5 separate regions of the Mus musculus genome follow, and regions 1, 3, 4 and 5 are each linked to region 2. Evidence: chromatin contacts called from public HiChIP or PLAC-seq and promoter capture Hi-C data. All regions are on one chromosome and are shown on one strand. Each heading gives the region's core, a stretch centred on a gene start, on an enhancer-like site or on the middle of the called end of the contact. The rest is flanking DNA. Distances are from core to core; before and after follow the strand shown. Region 1 overlaps Polr1a (polymerase (RNA) I polypeptide A). Region 2 holds the start of Atoh8 (atonal bHLH transcription factor 8). Region 3 overlaps Polr1a (polymerase (RNA) I polypeptide A). Region 4 holds the start of Immt (inner membrane protein, mitochondrial). Region 5 holds the start of Polr1a (polymerase (RNA) I polypeptide A).

Region 1 (4,266 bases), core at 811-3,310, 280 kb after region 2:
GCATTTAAGACAAAGGAAAGCCTTATCTGGATTATCCTTTCACTAAAGCCTATAGATGTGTCCTGCCTCTGCCACACTCACAGGAGCCCCAGGTTCCATTCACTGGTCAAACCTCACCAAATAAGGAAACATAAATGGCTGGGAAGCAGGGGAGGGTTGGGGGTGGGGAGCTGGCAAATGCAACTGGGAGGCTCTAGATATGGTTTGAATAAGAATAGCCCAGAGACTCATCACCATGGAGTGACACTATCTTAAAGGATCAGAGGATCCTTGTTAGAGGAAATGTGTCACTGGAGGTTTCAAAAGCCTCTGCCTATGGATCAGGATGTAGAACTCTCAGCTACATCTCCAGTACCATGACTCCTGCGTGCCACCATGCTCCCTGTCATGACAACGGACTAACCACTGAAAATGTAAGCAAGCCCACAATTATATGCTTTCCTTTATAAGAGCTGCCTTACATGTCATGGTGTCTCTTCACAGCAATAGAACAGTGACTAGATAAGACACTGATAAGAATAAAATCTGGGCTGGAAAGATAGTTCAGTGGTTAAGAGCACTGGCTGTTATTCCAGAGGACTCAGGTTCAGTTCCCAGCACCTATACGGCAGTTCACAGCTGCTTGTAACTCCAGTTCCAGGGGATCTGACACTTTCACACAGAACATGTCGGCAAAACATCAATGAATATAAAATAAGATAATAAAAAAATGTAAACAAAGAATAAAATCTAAGGTACGGTACTAATGAATCAGCACAGGAAAGCACCATTTGCTTCCCCAAAGAGCCAGCATTTTACCAATGTCCACACTCACCAGCACAACACCAAGCACTGGGTTGGGAGCCTTGCCTCAGCAAAAAGCCAGCAGAAGTGAGGAAGCCCACAGGGAGATCCTGGGGGACAATGACATGGGTTCTGAATCTGTTTCAGCCTTTGTCTGGAGATCTAGACACCCAACTCTGCACAGGAGCGGCAGAGCCTGGGCAGGAAGTGAGCCACGGGACAAGAATCTATTCTAAGATGTGCTGTCAGCTCTGGAGGGCAAGGCTCCTGCTTTCCCAGGCAGTGCTAAGGCTCCTCTGAATAAAACTTTCTTTTTGGGGGGGGGGTTTCGAGACAGGGTTTCTCTGTATAGCCCTGGCTGTCCTGGAACTCACTCTGCAGACCAGGCTGGCCTCGAACTCAGAAATCCGCCTGCCTCTGCCTCCTGAGTGCTGGGATTAAAGGCGTGCACCACCACGCCCGGCTTGAATACAACTTTCTACTGAGGAGAGCTGTTCTCTAGGCCACCAACTGAACATCAGGGAGAGGATCCACAGACAGACTGATGCTGAGTAGTAGCCTCGTTCTTGCTTTGCTCAGGACAGACTCCTGGCTGGTGGCTCCTCCAAACCACAAGACGGGGAGTCCAGGCTCTGGAGCACAGGGAGAGCACATGTGACCTTGACCCATGCAGAGTCCCATCTCCTCCAGGACTGCCAGAGGAGGGGCTCAGCATCCTCACACGCCTGCTTCTCGGTGAGAACAACTCAGTGCCCAGGCACACGACTTCCTTAAGGTCACACAGCAAGGACCAAGTACAACAGGAGGCCAGGCATTCCCTTGGTGCTGCTGCACAAGCATCAGAGACTTCTGCCTTTCATTCTGTACATCTACCTACAGTGGAGTGGTTCTACAGGCAGGCTTCTTTCTTCAGCCCCTTTAATGCAGCAACTTCAAAGGAAACACATTTAGAAATGCTGCTCAAAGCGTTCCTCTTTTGCATGAAACCAAGGCCTTCCCAGACTCTGTGTGAGCTCTTCACAAAGACGGATTCTACCTACCCAACTTCAAACTTCACCTAGTTGGGCTGATCTAAAAGGCTCAGGGTGAGAATCAAATGTAATTAAAAGCAAACCAACAGAAATCAGCATTCAAAAAGATGGGGATTTGTGCACTGTATGGCCAGGCTAACCTTGTTAATCTCATTGCTGTAATGGTTCACTTCCTCCTTGAACTTCATATCAATCATGTTAAAATCCCTCTGGTCTTTGCTCAGATGGGCATCCTGCCATTTCCCTTGGATTTCATCACATGATGCAGTTTCTGGCAGGCTCAATGCAGCCTTGACAGCCTAGAACGAAGAAAGGAACAGGAAGCTCTAGCCAAAGGAGGGCGTGGTTTTATTCTGTAAGGTGGACAGCAGACCACAGCCTCCCAGTCCTCCTCTTTACCTGGGGTCCACACTGGGTAGATTCTTCAATGATACGCTGTCTCACCACATCTGCATTTGGCTTAACCAAAATGTCTTCTACACCTGCAAAGTCAAACAGAGAAGATCAACAGGGCCCAGGCCTAATGTTGCACTGGCTAGTAAACTTGGTGATGCTTTGACCCAAAGTTGAGAGCTACAGGTAAGAGAAACTCTGGAACAGCTATATTAACACTAATGAATGCTCATGGAGGCCTAAACACTACAACTTCTCTTTCGTAAGTGATACAATTAGGGCTCAAAACTGAGATACACAGAAGAAAGCCGAGGCTTAAGTTTCAAACTTCTGCTTTTTAGCCAGAAGCTCTGCTGGCTACATCCAATAAATATATGTGGGATGAAATGGCTAGAGATTTTGGCTGTTCAGCAGTAGAAGAGAGGCTGACAGTGAGTATCCCAGGAACCCGATCTACAGCTGTATGCATGCATGCAAGCACGCATCCACGTCAAGTACAGTAATTTCTTTTCAACCCAACAATGTTTTGTTTCTACACAAGAATGCCAGACTTAAGAGATCTGAGTGGGAAGGCAACAACTGACTGTTTAAGAGCAAGAGCAAACATCTGGAAGTCCCATTACAGTAGCTGGAAATCTGAGGCTTCTGAAGACTCTATGCAAGCAGGAAGAGGAGGAGATGATTCCTTTCCGTGGAAGCCAAAAGCATAAAAGCAGACCCTGCATGAGGTCGCATCCAGGCCATCCCTGTAATGATGATCTCTGCCAATTAGGCAGCCCTCCCCCAAACTCTCCTCCCTCCTAGCATGGCCTTGCTTGCTCTGTCAACCCTTGGCACATAGGTCACCAGTGCACTGAACCATTCCTGTCTGTGCCCTGGGCTAGAAGAGCTTCAAGCACGGCTGTTGGTTAGGTCTGGCTTTCACTTGTGAGTTGGGTGCAGGAGTTTATGCTATCATAACGAGTGGGTTGAAGGGACAGAACGGGGATGGGAGGGTTGCTTTGCACTGCTGGAGGGAAAGGAGCACTGGCTGTGCAAAGTCAGTGGATAGCACTGATGGCAAGAGCCTAAACATCGACCAAGAAAACTGCCTAGGTGCCATCCTGTAAGGTGAACAGAGCCAGGGCCACAAGCAGGGTACTTACCCAAGGTGAAACCTCTATAGAGCTGGAGGTAGGCAGTGAAGAGGCGGGCTAGGCAGGTGAGAACCCTGCCGCTGGTCTCACCCCCATAGATCTCATAGCAGCAGTGGACCAGGCCGTAGGCAGAGCTCCCATAGTGTGCCTTGTCCAGCACTCCGCAGAGCAGCTCTCCTTCCCTGATGATCACCTGTGTAGGGAAGGGTCACCAAAGCCGGGCTGCAGGGGTCATCTCTTATAGGAGCTACCCATATAAGCCAAGTACTATTTAGTTTTATTGTTTATGTCCCTTTACTGTGACCTGCCTCAAATCCTTCAGGGAAAGTAGAAGGGAATATATGAAACTAATACACACTTTAGATGGGGGAGACAAATACACACTGGCTAAGTTTTTAACTGCACACAGTAAGTGGATGATCTATACAGGGAAAAACAGTGGCTGCTCCAGGTCTGCATAGGGCATCTGACACAGGGTGGGGGTGGGGTTCACTGGTAGAGTTCATGCTAAGCGTTCAGGGGATCCTGGGTTCAATAACCAACACCCCATGAATAGAAAGAGGGAAGAGGGAGGTAGAGGAGAGCAGGCCCTGTTAAAAATACAGCCAGCAGCAGACCTGAGATGCTCGCTTACCACGAGCACGCAGAGGCCTTGGTAGTCTTTGGTGGGAGTGTGCTCTCACAGGGGTGAAGTAATGGAGGGTGACCACATTGGCCTCCTCTAAGCCTGGTTCTGAATGTCTGGAGGTGGGAATGAGAACCTCACAGCATTTGGCTAAGTCACATCTCTCAGGGGTCTTGAAGGACAGAGCAAGTTCTGTGCTGTAAACACTGAGGTATCAGCACCAGCTTTAGGAAGCCTTCCCAAATCAGCAGGCGTTTCATATGAGAGCCAGAGGGCAGAGGGCAGCCCCGACCACATC
Region 2 (4,649 bases), core at 1,295-3,794:
GAAAACAGTAGTGCACAGCCACCATGATTCAGGCCCTTTCGGCCTGAGACTCCTGGCTGCCCAAGGAGTCCTGTCATTTGATTCTGATCTGGAAGGAACCCGGCAGACACCAGGCTGGGCTGAGGGAGACCTGTGGCTTTAGCGTCTCAGGTTAGAAGAGCAGAGACAGCCAGCAGTCAAAACAAACAGACAAACCAATGAACCAACCCAGTCTCACTGACGGTCCAGTCCCTCATCTTTGTGTGCTAACGAGCTGCTGGGCTCTCAAGAGTTAGAGGGAGCAGGATAGTTCAGACTCAGGCTTCCGACTCGGTATGGATTCAAACAGCTTTTCTCTCACTCCCTTCTGCTGGCTATTTTCTTCCACCAGAAGTTTTGGTTCTCTTGTGGGCAGAGTGGATTTGCCTCCCTGAATTGTCATAAAGATGAAAGATAAAAAATGTATGTGGTCACTCCCTATGTAGTGGTAATTCTCCGCCCCTGGCTGCCCAGCATGTCTTTCCTGTAGACTAAGTTCTAAGCATTGGCCTTCCCTTCCTTTCCCAGCTTCACTCCTGAGCCATGGTACAGCCATTCAAAGGGTATGGAACCTTCCAGCGGCACTGCTATGCTCTTCCAGCGTAACCTGAAAAAGTTGTCTCAGTTGGGGAGGTTTTACTAAATGAGTGGATTTTCTTGGAGTGTATCTGTGCCATTTCATACAAAGCAAAGATGGAGCTGCTATGAGAACTGAGAGCCTGTTTATCCCAGCACCTCCATGGCTTTGTGAAATTCTTAATGCTGTCTTTATAGGGCCACTCATGCATCCCCAAACCAGATCAGTTCCTTGACAGAGGTCAGTGGGGTTGAGTCTCCTAAGCTTTATACCACCAGGGGGCGCTGCCCAGCTGGTTTCTGTCCAGCTTCTCAAGGAAGCTAACGGGAATCGGAGAACGGGGAGTACCAGGAGAGACCTGGTTTGCATTCAGCTGGCCTCGGCCTGAAATCTGTGGCCTGGTAAGCTGAGAATGGCAGTCACAGGCATTCTTCCCATCAATTAGGCTACTTACATTTCTCTTCTGTTCCTCAGAACACCCTTCCATCCTGTGACTGCCAAGTTCAGATCCTCAAGTTGCCCAAAGGGAGACGTGGGGGTGGTGGGTGTGTCTACCCAACACAGATGTCATCCCTATCACTGCTCTCTTTCCTTCCATTCCGACAAATTACAGTGGTCTTTCCCTTCTTTTGGAAGACATTAGAAAAGGGCTGGGGTTCAGCTTTCGTGGAGCCCGTTGTTAGGAATGGCATCCACTCACGTGGAGGCATCTAACACACTAACTGCCACGGGCAACACAGCTTGTGACTCTGCCCAACTCTAGCTAAGCCCCGAGTTATAGTTTCACTACACCAGTGTGTCAAGGGTCACCATTCAAATGCCATATACGATCTCCTTTCATCCTTTTAATGACACTTGCCTCAAAGGAGACCATTGGAGGAAGGCTCGGTGAAGAGAGCAACTCTACGTGGCAGCACAGGGGAAGGTGTGTGCAGAGGGTCCCGAGAGGGCCTCCCCGTCAGCCTCTTCTTTCTAGTAGGATTTCCAGTGGAATAGGGGCCTGGGGGTCTGGAGAGTGAACTCTACCTCTGGGGCCAATTGGCATCAGGCTCTGTGCTCAATCAATTGTTATCATTCCCAGGAGGAAGGTGTGGTTGTGACCCCTATCCTGGGCATAAGGAGCCAGAGGTGCCGAGGGACAGCACGACGAATGCCAAGGTCGCTCAGTAAATGGCAACCTTGAGCTCTGGACCTAAGAATTCTGTCTGCTTGAGGAGCTGTCCTGCCCTGGCTGATAACATTAGCGCAGCTACTGATGACCTGGCACCTCCTGTGTGGCGGCTTTCACAGCCAGGCTGTGACAAGCATGGGTGTTCTCCAGATTCCTCATTTCATAGATGAGTAAATCTGGGTTTAGCAGGGCGCTTCGGGTAAGATGACTTAAGATCTTCACCGACGTTACATCTGCTAAACCAGACATTTGCATCTCTCAGTTTCCCAATGTCCGGTGTTCTGTTCCTAAGGCCTCTGCCCCAGCAAATAGGGGCAAGAAGGGAGAAGGCCTTCTTGCAGTTGGATGACAATGACCAGCCACTCTGGGGTTCTTCTCTCCCACTTATCTTTCCCTCCCAGAAGCTCTGGGATTTCTCCCTCTGTTGGACAGTTCGGGTGGGAGGTAGAAGGGAAGGTTCTGGATGGGAAAGGTCGGCGCTGCGTCACCCCCACCCCCACCCCAGGCCAACAAGGCTGGGCAATGAAGGGCCACAGCGATTAGCAGCCACGTGCTCGGGACTGTAGTGGACAGTGCGGACTGTTTTTGGAGAGAGAAGGCGCGCCCCCAACTTGGGTAGGGGGCAGAGAGGGCGAGCAGGAGGAGGCAGGTTCCGGCACAAGGCATGAGGGGTGGGGGGAGGCCGAGAGCACGCGGACAAAGGAGGCGGCCCTCAGCCCAGCTGTTTTGAAAAATGCTTCCTGTTTCTTTAAAGGCGCTCGCTGCTCGGGCGGCCTGGGCTCGGGAGGCGGCAGCGGCGGCGGCGGGAGCTGCCTCCTCTCCGGGCGGGCGGCGCTGAGTGATCTTGCGAACTGGGCTTCTGTGTAAACTGAGGCTAAACAAACACAGATGGAGCGCAGCGGGCGTTCTGCAGAAATGCTGGCAGGGCGGCAGCGACTTCAGATGACACTCTGAGCTCTCCCGGGGAACCGGCAGCCTCCAAGGCTTCACGGAGCCGGAGGCGCAGCTGCCCCGGGAGTGGGGGTGCGAGGGAGGGACCCGGGGAGGGAGGGTAGGAGGAGAGAGCGCGGCGACAAGGCGGCGCTCAGCGCGGCGGCCACCCGGCACAGCCAGGCGCGCGGCGTGCAGAGTGATCGCTGCGGGCGCGCGTCCCGGGCAGTCCCACGCCCCAGCCTCACGCCGTCCTCGCCATGAAGCACATCCCGGTCCTCGAGGACGGGCCGTGGAAGACTGTGTGCGTTAAAGAACTGAACGGCCTCAAGAAGCTCAAGCGGAAAGGCAAGGAGCCGGTGCGGCGCGCGAATGGCTATAAAACTTTCCGATTGGACTTGGAAGCTCCCGAGCTCGGCGCCACAGTCAGCACCACCGCCGCCACCAACGGGCTTCGGGACAGGACACAACCGTTCCCGATCGCGACCCCAGTACCAGCCTCAGTGGCGCCGGCGGTTCCTCCAGGTGGAGGCACAGACACAGCCAGGGAATTCCGGGGCATCAGAGCGCCTGAGGTCTCTGACGCGCGCAAACGCGGTTTCGCTCTGGGCACAGTGGGACCGGGACTACCCACGCCACCGCCGCCTCCCGCATCTCAGAGCTTGGCACCCGGGGATCCCGAGGCGCACTCCTTCCGCGAGCAGGCTCTGCGTCCCCGCATCTTGCTGTGCGCCCCTCCCGCGCGTCCCACACAATCCGCGCCTCTCGCACCCCCAGCGGCGCCACAAGAGTCCCCCGTGCGCCCTGCGCCCCCCACGCGCCCGGGGGAAAGTTCCTACTCGTCAATTTCACACGTAATTTACAATAACCACCCGGATTCTTCCGCGTCGCCTAGGAAACGGCCAGGCGAAGCGACCGCCGCCTCAACGGAGATCAAAGCCCTGCAGCAGACCCGGAGGCTTCTGGCCAACGCCAGGGAGCGGACGCGGGTGCACACCATCAGCGCAGCCTTCGAGGCGCTGAGGAAGCAGGTACTCACTAACCGCCGCGGGGTTAGAGTGGCAGAAGTGGGTGGGTGGGTGGTCCCAGGGTCGGAGTTAGGATAAAAGGAATCCCACAAAGCAGGCAGATTAGAGTTATCATTGTTGCAACTTTTTAGTTTGTAAAGTGGGCGAAATCTAGGGATCTCTGGCCTAGACACGCCCCTGTTCCCCAGGAGTAACCGCGTCTGACCTCAGGTCTTGTAGTTGACTTGTGCAGCGAGTATTTGTCTTCTGGTCCCTTGGGCTTGGTGGGGAGTACGGGGGGGGGGGGGGGATGTGGGAATCTTCCCCTGGCAGGGGAAGGGAACAGAGCACGACCTTTCCGCTCTGTGCACTTGGCATGCTTGGGGTCTCGGCCCCCTGTTGGTGTCACCGAGGCACACAGCATCACAGAGGTGCGCTCCTGGGGGCCCTGGAATGTAAAGGGCGACCCAGGAGGCGGGGGTGGGGAGGTGGGGGTGGGGGGTGGGTAGGGGTAGGGGGTGGGGCTTGTCAGCGCCTCTCAGCTCCTGTTTCCATGGTCACTTCAGCTTGCTTCTAGGATCTCTGCTTTACCTAGTTCCCGGAGTCCGTTATGACCGGGCTACAAGGCTGTGTTTCTTTCAAACACAGCTTCAGGAACTTTCCCAGGAGATCCTGCCCACCGCTGCCCTTCCTCTTCACACCAGTCACCTCCTGGGGGGCCAGGAGACTGCTGGGGATTCTCTCAGGGGTCGGGGTGGAGCCAACAGAGCCGAGCTCTGGATAAGCCAGGGGGCTCCTCTTTAGTTACTGGGGGCAGACTGCCCTCACCTGACAGCATCTATTGGGAAAACTAAGGAACATTTGACTAGAGAATTACCATGGCAGAGGGGGCAGCTGACAGTTCCACTTAAGATAAGCTTAGTTCTTCCCCAGAACTCTCTGGTTT
Region 3 (4,239 bases), core at 834-3,333, 270 kb after region 2:
CCCATGGAGTCCAGAAGAGGGTGCCAATTTCCCTGTACTTGAAGCTACAGATGGTTGTAAGCCACCACGTATGTGCTGGGAATCAAACCTGGATGGCTGCAAGGGGGCTCTTAAGCTCTGCGCCAACTCTCCAGCCATTGTTTTTTCAATTTTTCAAAGAGTGCACAGTTTATCTGAGACCCACTAATACAGAGACAAGCTTGCTCACCAGGTGCTGAGGAACAGGGGCAGAAAAGTCAGAAGAGTCGAGGCAGGGCAGGACTTTGGAAAGACACAGTTCAGGTGGAAAGAGTAGACACTGGAGAAGGGTGAGAACCTTGATTGCATATGTTATAAGGATCACTTCCCAAGGGCACCACAGAGGAGCTGGAATAAGGCAGAACAGGGCGCTCCCCTCCAGAGGCTAGGGTTAGCGCTCTGTCATCAGTACCTCTGCCCTGCCTCAATACGGACACTCCAGCTCTGAGGTTCCTCGCCCAGCATTCCCAACAGTCCCTCTGTTCCTACTCTCAGGGGTCCTCTGGGCATCTGCACTCTCAGCAATATCCCCAGCCTTTCTCCATTCCCCCAAGGCTAGGCTGAGGGGCCACAGAACACCTCAAAAACACCCTCCCTCTAGGGCTCCTCTACCCGGCCTGCATCTTCTGGAGACCAGAACTAAGGAGAACAAGGGTGAAGGTGGAACAGCAGGATGCTGGAGAATGGCAGACAGCAAGGAGAGTGATGGCCCTCAGCAAATGTTCTGTGACGGTCGTGCTACCTGGCAGTGGGCAAATGAAAGGAACCGGACAGGCATGCGGAGAGGAGCTGCTCATCCCACATAAACAACTGTGACCTGGGAACAGGACCTGTCAGTGTTCCCAAAGGTGCCTGTCCCGTCCACAGCACCAGCTGCTGTGAGAGTCGATTCTGCTCAGTTGCTCTGGCTGTAGAAGGGGTCAGTGGGCCCCTGGCTGGGCCGGAGGTCAGAAGCTACAGTCCTTGACTCAGCCCAGTGTTCTTCCCACTGTACCACAACGCTGGCCTACTCTTCCAGGTTAGCCACACAGATATCCACAGTGATGGATGCCAGCAGACATCTGAGAACATCTGTGCTTGTGTGTCTCTAAGGAACACATGCTTGTTTCCTTTTCCTTCCATTATTTGTTTAAAATGAAAAAAAAAAAAAAAGAAAGAAAGAAAAGAAAGAAAGAAAAGAAAAGAAAGAAAACAAAAGGAAAAAACCCTCATGATCTCGCAGATGAGGAGGGGAGAAGAAAAGAAAGGGATGGCAGAGACAGGGAAGGGAAGAAAGGAGGAACAGCTGCAGGGAGGGTGGCTCCCACGCCCTCTTCCATTTCCAGTGAGCTCCAGGGCCTTAATGCCTTGAGTCTCTCACTGCCTAGGCTGACAAGAGATTCTAAACTGCAGCTGTGTTACAGGCTGCTCCTACTTTTGTCTTTGCCTGAGACCTTGGAGGCCTGCTGTGGACTCATTAAGTCTACCACTGACCAAAGTGACTGCACATGCTCTGTTTATCACAGCTTTTCAAGTGGACAAGCAAAATACACCCAGGAGCTGAAAAGGTACTACACTGCTGGGAACAAGCCAGGGTTGTCACTTGTAAGAAGCAACAACAACAACAAAAGTGGTTCAGAGGTTGGAGAGATGGCTCAGTGGTCAAGAGGCCTTACTGCTCTTTAAAGACCTGAGTTCCCACAACCTATGTTGGGTGGTTCACAACTGCCTACAACTCCAGCACCAGGGAGACCTGACATCTCTGGCCTCTATGGCCACCTGCATACAGCACACATACACCCATCATTAAAATAATAGAAATATCTTTTTTTTCTTCCATAAGGTAGACAGAACTCCACGCTCAGCTGGCATGTCCCTCATGCCCTTCCTGCTTAGCAGCTAAAGCTTCCAGGGTGAAGAGAAATGGGGCAAGCTGTCAACTCCGCCTCCTCTCAATCAGGCCCTGTGGGCTCTGAGTCCCACTTCTCAGAAGAGAACTTTGCGGCCAGCACAAACACCCACTGTATGTGGGGGCCCTGATCGTCTCTGTTAGTTAACAAGCTGGCGGGCTGGAGCCTGTTCTGTGCTGTCACTCTGCCCAGTGTCCCAGAGCATAGGAAGGAACAACACAAGCAATGGGCACAGATACACGGAGGCTGTGATGTAAGCACGGCACAAAAGCAATGGCTGGAGCAGGACTTCTTTCTCTGGATCTGTGTGTGAGCCTGCCAATGTGCACACAGAGCTCAGAGGACAGACAACTTCCGAGGGGCAGTGCCCTCCTTCCACTATGAGGTCCTAGAGATCGGGTGTTAGGCTTGGTGGCATTGCCTTCACCCACTGAGCCATCTTATTGTCCTGGTCTCTACAAGTTAGCAGCTCTGGGGAGACCTGGGGTCCTGTCTACATAAAAGGCAGTGGTCAGGGGCAAACAGCCAAATCCTGTCAATGATGGAATCTCCTTTTGCTTAAATGTATTAAATGTATATTTACCAGCTGCTGCTGCTTGGACACTGACCTTCTCTCCCCTTCTGCTCACCCAAAGCAAAAGCATGTCTCAAGACAGCAGCAGGAGGCAAGCCTTTCTTTTCTGAAATTATTAGATTCAGGCGTCCTGGTCCACATTCTTGCATGTGAGAGCCAACCCGCCAAAACGGTTCCACACTCTGCCAGTGTCCTCCCACTCTGCCTCACCATCACTGGGCAAATCAAGTGCTTTGGCCAATCTTGCCACACTTCGGATCTTGCACCCTCATCATTCTGGCCTATGCTTAACCAAACCCAGTAACCCCAACTTGAGAGAAAAAGGAAGTTCACTCTCCCTAGCAGAGAGAAACCAGAATTCCTACAGTGAGAATCCGCTTACACAGTGCTAGCAGAGAAACCAGAATTCCTACAGTGAGAATCCGCTTACACAGTGTTAGCAGAGAGACCAGAATTCCTACAGTGAGAATCCGCTTACACAGTGCTAGCAGAGAGACCAGAATTCCTACAGTGAGAATCCGTTTACACAGTGCTAGCAGAGAAACCAGAATTCCTACAGTGAGAATCCGCTTACACAGTGTTAGCAGAGAGACCAGAATTCCTACAGTGAGAATCCGCTTACACAGTGCTAGCAGAGAGACCAGAATTCCTACAGTGAGAATCCGCTTACACAGTGCTAGCAGAGAGACCAGAATTCCTACAGTGAGAATCCGTTTACACAGTGTTAGCAGAGAAGCCAGAATTCCTACAGTGAGAATCCGTTTACACAGTGCTAGCAGAGAGAAGCCAGAATTCCTACAGTGAGAATCCGTTTATACAGTGGTGTGGAGACGACATGCCACGGGCTCCCTATCAGCTGACAAGATGTGAACGAGGAACCACATTATAGGCTGAAACCACAGAGTCCCACTTTCTGCTGCGTGTTGGATGGAGCCACAGAGGCACCACTGTGACGAGGCTCCCTTGCTTCCTGTACAGGTCCTTTCAAACCCTAATCCCATAACCAGGAGAGAACTCGTCCGTCCAGGACAGGCCGAGGCAACGATAAATGGCTAAGAAGGGTCCCACTTACAGGCCAGATTGGGGTGAGGGATCCATATTAGGTGGTGGGGCCTACTGTCCTCTGAAACACATCCTTTGTGGCTCCTGCCAGGAGTGCTCCATGGCTCAAAGTCAAAGACAAACACAGCTGAGTCCTGACCTGGTTTCCATGAAGTGCAAGATGTCCTCGGGTCTCAGGCACTTCTCCTGCTGGTAATATGCATGTGGCAGGAACTGAAACCGGAGCTCATACACCTGGAACTTATTCCGTTTTTCTCCCATACAGAAGGACTCCTGGATGTCAACTTTCTGCAATACCTAGAACCAGATGAATGAACACAGAGAATCTGACTTGCTCAGCCCCCCAGATGATTGTGCATAGCAAGTGGATCACACGGTATCAAAAGTCTGAGGGGGCCACAGCCCCAAACTGCAGACACCCTAGTAAGCTCTGCCTGCATGAATGCCTTGCGGTATGCTCAAGTGAACAGCCCTGGTGTTTGCTAAGTTAACCCAGGAAGCATTCTTACCGCATTCTCCAGGCAAATGCTAGGGAACTAACAATTATCTTAAAAGCTTCTTGATCTAACCCTGTCTAGCACTTGGCAGAGACTGTCTGTCTCCTGGTAGGAGTCTGGAACTAAGATGCCAGTAGACTGCTCTGTTGGGGTAGGAGGAGGCAGGATCAGGTCTCCACCCAGCGTGTAATCAAGTATG
Region 4 (4,480 bases), core at 320-2,819, 400 kb after region 2:
GGTAGGGCTAGTCTAGTAAATAAATCAATGAGAGAAGAGATGTTGAAGTAAAGACAGAAAGAAGCACATGGTAATACTAAATGTGTTGTGTTTCGTGTTTGGTGTTAGGAATGGCCTGTAAGTGCCTTGTGGCAAGAAATTGTTAGAAGGTTCTAAAAGCTGAGAGCAGCCACCTGCAAGACACAGGAGAGAACATGGACTTTAGTGCAACACCTGAAGGGGCTGGATTTAGCTAATTATGAATTTGGAGGAAGTAAAAAGTACTATCTACAAATGAGAATCAAAGCACAGCTAATACTTCTCAACAAAGCCTTGCATGACTCTAAGCTGAGACTCCACAACACTAATGTCCAGACTACTACAAAAACTGGAAGATAATCAATGAGGGTGTAGTTACAGGCTGCTTAATGTGTGCTGTTGGATAAATACCAACAGAAAACTAATACGGGGCTCACTTCCCTATGCAAGAGGCTGAAGGACAAACAGTAAAGCAAAAATAAAGAACAAAACTGCTTAACTTCAATCATCTCAGGATGACCCTGTCTCGAAACTTTATCCAATTACTGCTCAAGTTGCAGCATGTTCCTCATAACCTTTCAAGTGTTAGTTTTCTAAAACTTCTGAGTAATGGAAATGGGGTTTTTATTTTCAACTGTAGAAAGTTATACTGACAGTTATGAAAAATTAAAGAGAGACAAAACAGGGCGCCTAAGATACCTGAATGTCAGACATGGTTCCAGTGCTTAGAGACACTGATCCCCAAGCTAATCTCAGAAATAAGCACAAGGTCATGACTTCTGTCCTCCTTCAGCACCAGAAGTTTAAGCTCGAGAAATGAAAAATCTTTCACCTTTTACTATAAGACTAGCTCAAAGGCGCTCTCGGCTACGGAAACAAAAGGAACCCACTCCCAGATTAACAGCAACTTTGACCCCTAGGCTCTCCACCAGTCCAGGAACCTGCTTATTAAAGATGCAACAAGCCCTGAGAAGCAATCCCTGCTGGGAACTGTAGTTCTCCCGCGCCGACCTTCACGATTGGAAACCTATCACGTGCCCAACCGGCGGCCCAGACGCCAGCAGCCAGGATTGGTCCGAGACTGAGATAAGGAGGTACTGATTGGATACCAGGTCCCTGAAGCCACGCCTCAGCGGCACACCCGCCTCCCCGCGCTCCACACCCCAGCCCGCTTCTTCAGCAATAACCCTCGAGTCATTCCAGTCCAGCGGCCGCCCTAGAGGACTGCCTCGGTTCCCCGCACTAGGGGTGGCTCTGCCTGGGGGGGGTGCGCATCATGGATGCCTCTCACGTTGTCCGTTGGCAGTCCGCAGTCAGCGTGACCACGCGCCCCTTCGGAGAGACCCCACGCTCACCTGGGCCGCGACGGTCACGCCGGATAACTGACAGGCCCGCAGCATTTCTGCCGAAGCGACAGCGCTGCTGGTGGACGCGGGAACGACCGCGGCCGCACGAGAGGAGGGCGTGCGTGCTGGTGTGCGTGCCCGCGTCTGTACAGCCTAGCTGCGTCCGGCGCACCGGAAGGGCCACCGGCACCACTGCGCACGCGCCGCCTCCTCCCCTGCTACAGCCGAGGCGGCTCCCTGAGGGTGGGACTCACCCCGGCTGCGAAAAGGGGAGTAAAGCGGTGATTGGCGACTAGGAGGCGGAAGGGCAGGTTCTCCTTCCGGGTCGCGCTTGGGCGCTAGTTTGTCTGCAGATGACCGGGTTACTAGGTGAACTGGCCGGAGAGTGCTGTGTAAAGTTCGACTGTGACTCTTAGAATTAAAGCGTTGGTGAATTAAATTAGAATTAGACTCTTAGAATTAAAGGGATGGGGAGGTGGATCCGGTAGGGACGCCTGCTCCCAGTCCTGACGACCTGAAATTTGCGACCTCTCTGGTGGCAATAGAATCGATTCCAATTAGTTGTCCGCTGACTTCTTTATGGAGCTGAGGCACACGTATGCCTACAGGGTTTTTTTTTTTTTTTTGGTTTTTTTTTTTTTTTTTTTTTTTTTTTTTTCTTTTCCAAAGGGTTGCTGAAGAATAAGCGAATGTGCTGAAGGCATCCTGGGGCAGAATGTGTTTCCGGTGTCTTTAAATAGTAGAGAACGGATAGGAACCCAAATTCTAAGTTCAGGTTTTTACTTAAGTCACACCGCTTTTTTTTTTTTTTTTTTTTTTTTTTTGCCACTTTTATTTTATAAAGATGATTTCGGTCGCAGTTTTGGGGACGGTTTGGAAGACTCTTCCAAGCGTTCTGAGTTTAACAATGTGTTAAAAATTGACTGTCGTTAATATTCTATGTAAATTCCACTATGATTATGTGGTTCTCTTACCATAATAACATAGAAAAATAATTTTCAAAATCTGTTGGAGGCTGGACCTAGTCGTGCATGCTTTTAATCCCAGCGCTAGAGAGGTAGAGGTAGGCAGATATCTTTTGAGTTCAAGGCCAGCTTGATCTACAGAGTTCCAGGACAGCCAGCTGAATATATTGAGACCCTGTCTTGAAAACCACAAAACAACAAATCTGTTTGCAAAATACTTACAAGCCATAAGTAGGTGATTTGTTATGATACGATACAGATAAAAAAAAGCTGCACTTTTATTTTCATTTATAAAATAAATGAAGTCCAGTGTTGTGGTCACACTGTAAATGACAGCACTTGGGAGGCTGTTGCAGGATTGGACTACATAAATTTCAAACAAAAAACAGGAAAGATTTGAAAAATATCAAAAATGTGTTTATGTTCTATATTATCTACGTTCTATACATGCCAAGCTTTTCAGAGCACTTCAGTAATGTACTTGTCGATCTTTGTCATGTCATCATTCGACAGCCTCCAGTCCTCCCATTTTCTTAGTAAATCTAGCAGTCTGGCTCCATCCCTGTTCACCGCTGCTCTGGTTCTTGCCAGCGTGATAACGTCTCGCACACTGTTGACCCGGGGCTGCTTTTGTACTACACTTCGGACCTTGTACTACAGACAGTCTCCTTGGCTTTAAGATCTCATTCTTCAGGGCTGGAGAAATGGTTCAATGTCTAAGAGCATATATTATTCTTGTAGAGGACCCAGATTCAGTTCACAGCCCCAATATCAGGCAGCTTACAACTTCCTATAAATTATCAGAGAGCCCTCCAGATACAGACACAGACATGATTTATAAAAATAAATCTTAAGCCGGGCATTGGTGGCGCATGCCTTTAATCCCAGCACTTGGGAGGCAGAGGAAGGCGGATTTCTGAGTTCGAGGCCAGCCTGGTCTACAAAGTGAGTTCCAGGACAGTGAAGGCTACACAGAGAAACCCTGTCTTGGAAAACAAAAACAGCAAAGCTGGATCTGGGTGCAGGTGTGCAGGGCATCTGAGTTCGGTTCCCAGCACCCACCTCAGGCAGCTCATAACCTTTAACTGCAGCCCCAGGAGATTCTGCGGTACCTTCACTAATGTGTTGTATATAGTTTGAGAAAGAAAGATCTTTTAAAAGATCTTTATGGATCTGGAGAGGGCATTGGCCACTCCCTCAGAGACCAAGGTTGAGTGTCCTGTGTACAACACACCACGACCACCCCCCACACCATGGCTTGCAAACATCTGTAACTCCAGTTCCAGGTGATCCAGTGCCCTGTTTTGACCTCTGTAGTCTATGCATGCACATGGTGCAGATACATGTGCAGGCAAAACACCCATTCAAAAAAATAAATCTTTTTTTATTTAAACAAATTTTATTAGATATTTTCTTCATTTACAATTCAAATGTCCCAAAAGTCCCTTATACCCTCCCCACCCCGCTCCCTAGCCCCCCCCCCGAAAAGGTTAAATCTTAAAAAAAAAGAAAGAAAGAAAGAAAGAAAGATAGTTGTGATGGCACTTGTTTGTAACTCTTTTGCTTGGAAATTAAGACAGATCCCTGGGCATCCAGTCTACAGTCTGTGAACTTGAGAATATTTGAGAAACCTTGCCTTAAAAAAGGAGAGGGAATAGAAATGGCTCATTAGGTAAGAGCTGTGATGGCTAATTTTTATCAACTTGACACAAAGTAGAGTCACCTGGGAAGAGTGAAACTCAATTGAGTAATTACTTCTATCAGACTGACCTGTTGGCATGTCTGGGGGGGGCATTCTCTCTCTTTTTTTAAATGTTTGTTTGTTTATTTATTTATTTATTTATTTTAATGTATGTGAGTACACTGTAGCTGTTTTCAGACACACCAGAAGGTGGCATCAGATCTCATCTCACAACAGATGGTTGTGAGCCACCATGTGGTTGCTGGGAATTGAACTCAGGACCTCTGGAAGAGCAGTCAGTGCTCTTAACCACTGAGCCATCTCTCCAGCCCCCCATTCTCTTTACTAATGATTAATGTGGCAAGGCTCAGCCCATTACAGATGGTGCCACCTCTGGACAGGTGGTCTTTGGTTGTATGAGAAAGAAAGATAAGGGGGATGAGGGGAGATGCAGAATTGCTCAGTGTCAA
Region 5 (4,749 bases), core at 1,878-4,377, 330 kb after region 2:
AAATAGTATGTAGATGCTGTACTCCCTAAACTTGCTTGGCATTAGACATAGCTTGTACAAGGCCTCCTGACCCCAGCTTTTATCATCGCAGGTCCTCTTCAGGACCCAGGTCCAGGTTAGAAAAATAAATGTAGGGCAAAGATACCATCCCGATTTTGCACCCTAGGGGGAACAACAACAAATGGTTGAGTTGTGTGGTCAGGTAAACTGACAGCAGTCCACAAAGAACAAAGCTGTGCAGAGCTGGGAGACTCCCAGGGTCAAGGCCACTGTGAACACAGAGGCAGCTCTGCAGCTGTGGCTCACTCTTATCAACATGGTCGGTCACCTTTCTCTGGCTAAGCTAATGTCAACAGACACGTTATCTAACTCAAAGGTGTGTGTGTGTGTGGTCTCTTCCCCCAGCATGGAGTCAGTAATGCTAAACAAGTTACTTAGCTGTCTTGTTAATTTTTGAAAATGCAATGAAATATACATAAAACTTAACATGTTAACCATGTTTAAGAGCGCAGTTCAATGGTACGAAGTACACAACACTGAGCCGAGCGCTGGTGGCAAAGGCCTTTCATCTCAGCATTAAGGAGGCAAAGGCAGGCAGACATCTGGGAGTTCCAGGACAGCCAGAGCTACACAGAGAAACCTTGACTCGAAAAAACAACAAACCAACCAAAAAAAGCCCCAAACCCCCACAACACATACCCTCTCTTTCACAAACTAAAAGGAACTGCCTTTCCACTCTAACACCTGGTTTCTATCAGGCATCTGCTATGTCACCTACATATCACATTTTACCTTTTCTTTCTCCTGCCACTGCCCTAGGTCAGTTCTCCCATCATGTTTTGTCCTTCCTTCCTCTTCCTGTCCACCCTCCAACAGCTGTCAGATCTATTCTGAAGTGAAAATGTAGCCAAGCAAATATCACCCTCACAACCTTCCTAGGAGTCTGCTCTTGGAAAAAGGATACTTTCTATAACCCACAACAGTAGTTCTCTGTCTTCCTAATGCTGCAACCTGCATAATACAGTTGCTTATGTTGTGGTGACCCCCAACTTAAAATTATGTCATCACTACTTTATAACTATAGTTCTGCTTCTTTTATGAATTGCAATGCAAGTGTTTGATATTTGACCCACAAAGAGCTCGGAACTCACAGGTTGAGAACTGCCGTCCTACAAAAGTTTCCCTTGATGAGACAGTGCTGAAAGTTTGGGATCTGGCACTAAACAATTAATGCTCCTTTTAGTCAAGTTAGAACTGGTAGCCTTCCATCTCCTTCGGAGTAAAGGCTATGCCCTTAAAATGACATGGGGGTTGGGGGTGGGGGTTCCTGGTCTCTACCTCACTTTATTCCAGTCACCTTGGCCCCTTGCTGTTCCTAAAAACCACAGGCGGTGAAGGACTTAAATATTCATAGTGCCACTGAATATTCACAAAAGCTCAAAAACATATGAAAAGATGTGTGCATTCTTCAAATCATTGCAAGTCAAAACCACAGTGAGATACCATAACCCATCAGTGTATGATCAAAACAAACACACAAACCAAACACACAGCTAGAAAGGACTTGGAGAAGAGGGAGTCTTTATGTATGATTGATGGGAACATACGATGGTGCTGAAATTATGAAAAACTGAATTAACTTCCTCAAAAGGTTAAAAATGGCATTAATGTCTAAACCAGGAATTCTGAGTCTGGGTGTGTACACACTTTAATAGAAGCCTCATTCACAATTGCCAAAAATTGGAAATAGCCCAAATGTCCATCAGCAGATGAGCTGATGAATCGGCATGTACGCGCGCGCGCACACACACACACATCTATCTATCTATCTATCTATCTATCTATCTATATCATGTTCTATTTACTTAACCCTAAAAAGGAAGGAAGTTCTGATCTATTTATCTATCTATCTATCTATCTATCTATCTATATCATGTTCTATTTACTTAACCCTAAAAAGGAAGGAAGTTCTGATCTATTTATCTATAATTTTGAGGACAGTATGCTAAATGCATTGGCCAGTTACAAGAAGTCGGGGCTGACTGACTCCTTTTACTTGAATAGGGGCCTGAACAGTCAGAATAACTGAAATAGAAAGTAGACAGGTGGTTACCATGCGGCAGGGGCAGGGAAATGAAGACTGACTGATTACATATGGAGATTGCAATGGCAAGATGTGTCCTAGAGGGGGTAGTGCTGATGTTACCAGTGTGGTCTACCTTTTTGTTTGTTTGTTTTTTTATTTTTCGAGACGGGTTTTCTGTGTCCACGAAGCTCTGGAACTGACTCTGTAAGACCAGATTGGCCTCGAACCCACAGAGATCCTCCTGCCTCTGTCTCCTGAATGCTGGGAGGGTTTGTTTTGTTTTGTTTGTTTTTTCAAGACAGGGTTTCTCTGTGTAGTCCTGGCTGTCCTGGAACTCACTCTGTAGACCAGGCTGGCCTCGAACTCAGAAATTCGCCTGCCTCTGCCTCCCAAGTGCTGGGATTAAAGGCGTGCGCCACCACTGCCCGGCAATGCTGGGAGTTTTTAATGCATGTTGAGTTATTAATGGGAGTCTAAGAAGCGTGTATGCTATCGTGATCAAAAAGCATTAGAGAAGAGTCCCCAGGACTTCATAGCCAGGGTCTTGATCCAAGATTTAAAAGTTCATCATCGCTTGGACCAGAGGAGACTAATTAGGAAGTTGATAAGCGTGTGATGTAATGTGATTATAAATGACATAAAACTAGTTGATTAATGAGGAAGATGAACAGATGAAAATGCAGCAAGCGCATTCCTTCCCATTACCAGCAAGCAAGCACTAGGCAGCCAGCCCCCCACCCCCCACCCCGACCCCGCCGCCCCCGGACTGGCTCGGCTCAAAGCCTTCTGGGAATCGTAGTTCCCAGCTCCAACTTCCACAACCCTGTTCTACACGCATCCCACTAACTCCTTACTTGAGCTCTTCGGCCGAATACATTCCGAAGGAAATGCCCTGAAGCCGCCTCCATGGTGTGTGCTTGGAGGCCAGCATCTTCCGAGTCAGTTTTGAGGTCCGTCACTACGAGAGAAGTTCCAGTCAGCCGCAGAGAACGCCACTTGAGTCTTGTAGCGCAGAGCCACCATGTGTTTTTCCACTGCGCTTGCGTGCGAGAACCGCGGCTTGGCAAATTGGCTTGGACGAGTTCATTTTTGCTTTCGGGGTGGGTAAGGAGTGGAAGAAAACTGTCTCAAAACCCTCCTTCAGTTTAAAAGCAAAATTACACAGGAGACTTTAGAACAGCATTTCAAGTAAGTTTATTCGAGGTGAACGATGTGTACTGAGCGTTCCGCTGCTAGTCTAGCCAAACAGGACCTTGTGACCACCCGTTTGGAGATGAGACGTTCCACGCCAGCCCCGCCCCTCGACCCTGGAGGCGGAGGTCGTTCCCGACGTGCTCCGCGAAGAGTCCAAAGATGGCGGCGGCGGCGGTTGCAGCTCGCCGCCTGTCCTTTCGCAGCGGGCTTGTCTTGCTGCAGACCACTCGGGGGACGGGTGTGTGTGAACCGAAGGTCTGTTGCAGGTAAGAAGACCCAGAGTCATTTTGGTCTTGCATTTCCCTGAGAGTCGTGAAAGTAGGTAAGATGCAAAGGCATTTGTATGGTCGAGGCCCGGCCCTCTCAAGGGTAACACGAGGTAGCGTCGTATTTAGTGATCTTTAGATCTGCGAGTTCGGGAATTCTTTCGGAAAATTTTTATTGGTTGGTTGCAATACTATGTATAGCCAAAATTACCCTTTAAACTAGGGCCCTGTTCTCGTGAAGTTTACATTTCCGTGAGTGCCGCTACAAGCCCCTACACAAATTTCTTTATCACCCCCCCCCCTTATTCATTTTAACCCTGCAAAAAAGAAAGGGCAAAGTAACAGATCTTTCACAAATAAAGGGCAGGCTAATATTACCAGTATGGACTGAACGTTATGAGAACCTTCAGCTAAGAATAAGCTAAGACTTTAGTAAAAGCAGAAAGCCTTAAAACGTCTGACCCCATTCTTTCCATCTGGTGGTGTTGCAAATACTTATGTAATTTCTTTGTACATCCTTCATGCAGTGGCCTGGTGGAAATAGGAGGTGGTTTTAAGTCAGTTGTAGAGTGGATAATTAGCTCATACGATGTCTTTGGACCAATACAAAAAAATAAATAAAACTGGGTTACAAGTTTACACTACATCTAAATGCCTCTATAAATGTGGCTCAGAATGTGTGCATGCGGGTGGAGCTGAGTCAGCAGAGCTAGCGGTAGGAGCTGAGCTGAGGCCATCAGGGAGCAGTGCTAACAGTGGGATTTTTGTTGTTTTGTTTTTAATGCAGATTTTATGCTGGAACTGAATCCCTCCCAAAGGTTGAAGGATCAGATATAACAGGTATTTTTAAAACTATGGAAATAGAAGTTTTTAAAAATGAAAAGACATTGTATTTCTTTGTGTTGTTAGAAAATTGTTTATTTTTATTTTTTTTTCTACATAAGGGATTGAAGAAATAGTCATTCCAAAAAAGAAAACATGGTGAGTATTTTGCTATTCACTTACCAGGTGATTGGGTATTTACTGTAAATAAAACATAAGGATTTAAATAGTGCCTAGCACATAGACAAATACCATGTTAGCTGTTATTTTTTAAGTCTTGTTATATAATTTTATGTGTAAACTATACATTTAATTTATAAGTGAACTATTAGGTGTACTTTTGTTTCATTTGGAGTGGCTATTTGATATCATTGTATAAAT

What was found. Promoter capture Hi-C pulls out the DNA fragments that hold promoters and counts their contacts. HiChIP or PLAC-seq counts read pairs in DNA pulled down with a chosen protein or histone mark.
Region 1: a contact with region 2 is called in a promoter capture Hi-C map of liver, with 4 times the contacts expected there. The contact joins the enhancer-like site here to the promoter of Atoh8 in region 2. A contact is called at or near these places in 16 of 39 promoter capture datasets (the C10 cell line, the HPC-7 cell line, cranial neural crest and 9 more), 1 of 15 datasets of contacts at CTCF or cohesin (large pre-B cells), 4 of 484 Hi-C or Micro-C datasets (bone marrow-derived macrophages, cerebral cortex and uterus), 11 of 115 datasets of contacts at active chromatin or transcription factors (astrocytes, craniofacial prominence, embryonic stem cells and 4 more) and 4 of 9 other capture datasets (adipose tissue, embryonic stem cells, liver and 1 more).
Region 3: a promoter capture Hi-C map of hippocampal neurons shows a contact between it and region 2, with 2.3 times the contacts expected there. The contact joins the enhancer-like site here to the promoter of Atoh8 in region 2. A contact is called at or near these places in 9 of 39 promoter capture datasets (3T3-L1-derived adipocytes, embryonic stem cells, hematopoietic stem and progenitor cells and 3 more), 1 of 15 datasets of contacts at CTCF or cohesin (large pre-B cells), 6 of 115 datasets of contacts at active chromatin or transcription factors (astrocytes, embryonic stem cells, hepatocytes and 2 more) and 4 of 9 other capture datasets (adipose tissue, embryonic stem cells, liver and 1 more).
Region 4: a promoter capture Hi-C map of pre-B cells shows a contact between it and region 2. The contact joins the promoter of Immt here to the promoter of Atoh8 in region 2. A contact is called at or near these places in 14 of 39 promoter capture datasets (the 3T3-L1 cell line, 3T3-L1-derived adipocytes, the C10 cell line and 9 more), 2 of 484 Hi-C or Micro-C datasets (bone marrow-derived macrophages and muscle stem cells), 1 of 115 datasets of contacts at active chromatin or transcription factors (pancreatic cancer cells) and 1 of 9 other capture datasets (adipose tissue).
Region 5: a contact with region 2 is called in an H3K27ac HiChIP or PLAC-seq map of trophoblast stem cells, with 5 times the contacts expected there. The contact joins the promoter of Polr1a here to the promoter of Atoh8 in region 2. A contact is called at or near these places in 22 of 39 promoter capture datasets (the 3T3-L1 cell line, 3T3-L1-derived adipocytes, the C10 cell line and 14 more), 1 of 15 datasets of contacts at CTCF or cohesin (the NIH/3T3 cell line), 5 of 484 Hi-C or Micro-C datasets (Sertoli cells, bone marrow-derived macrophages, liver and 1 more), 23 of 115 datasets of contacts at active chromatin or transcription factors (the NIH/3T3 cell line, acute myeloid leukemia, astrocytes and 17 more) and 4 of 9 other capture datasets (adipose tissue, liver, macrophages and 1 more).

The regions. Positions count from the first base shown.
Region 1 is chr6:71,948,610-71,952,875 of GRCm38.p6, reverse strand. Polr1a (polymerase (RNA) I polypeptide A) reads right to left here. Exons shown (of 34, transcript NM_009088.3): 16 at 3,353-3,536; 17 at 2,214-2,296; 18 at 1,955-2,113. Among named protein-coding and RNA genes, the nearest start is that of Gm26628, 13 kb to the left of the region's middle. Within about 2 kb of position 2,060, at least 43 of the 459 cell types and tissues checked have an H3K27ac peak or open chromatin away from gene starts, as enhancers often do. A contact at or near this core is called in adipose tissue, bone marrow-derived macrophages, hematopoietic stem and progenitor cells and 2 more, where this site is marked.
Region 2 is chr6:72,233,472-72,238,120 of GRCm38.p6, reverse strand. Atoh8 (atonal bHLH transcription factor 8) reads left to right here and starts at 2,544. Exons shown (of 3, transcript NM_153778.3): 1 at 2,544-3,727. The coding sequence starts at 2,957.
Region 3 is chr6:71,967,460-71,971,698 of GRCm38.p6, reverse strand. It overlaps Polr1a (polymerase (RNA) I polypeptide A), which reads right to left. Exons shown (of 34, transcript NM_009088.3): 27 at 3,683-3,840. Among named protein-coding and RNA genes, the nearest start is that of Gm26628, 5.8 kb to the right of the region's middle. Within about 2 kb of position 2,083, at least 29 of the 459 cell types and tissues checked have an H3K27ac peak or open chromatin away from gene starts, as enhancers often do. A contact at or near this core is called in hippocampal neurons, where this site is marked.
Region 4 is chr6:71,828,409-71,832,888 of GRCm38.p6, reverse strand. Immt (inner membrane protein, mitochondrial) reads right to left here and starts at 1,569. Exons shown (of 15, transcript NM_001253681.1): 1 at 1,374-1,569. The coding sequence starts at 1,418.
Region 5 is chr6:71,907,431-71,912,179 of GRCm38.p6, reverse strand. Polr1a (polymerase (RNA) I polypeptide A) reads right to left here and starts at 3,127. Exons shown (of 34, transcript NM_009088.3): 1 at 2,941-3,127. The coding sequence starts at 3,017. Ptcd3 (pentatricopeptide repeat domain 3) reads left to right here and starts at 3,418. Exons shown (of 24, transcript NM_027275.3): 1 at 3,418-3,546; 2 at 4,334-4,386; 3 at 4,491-4,527. The coding sequence starts at 3,440.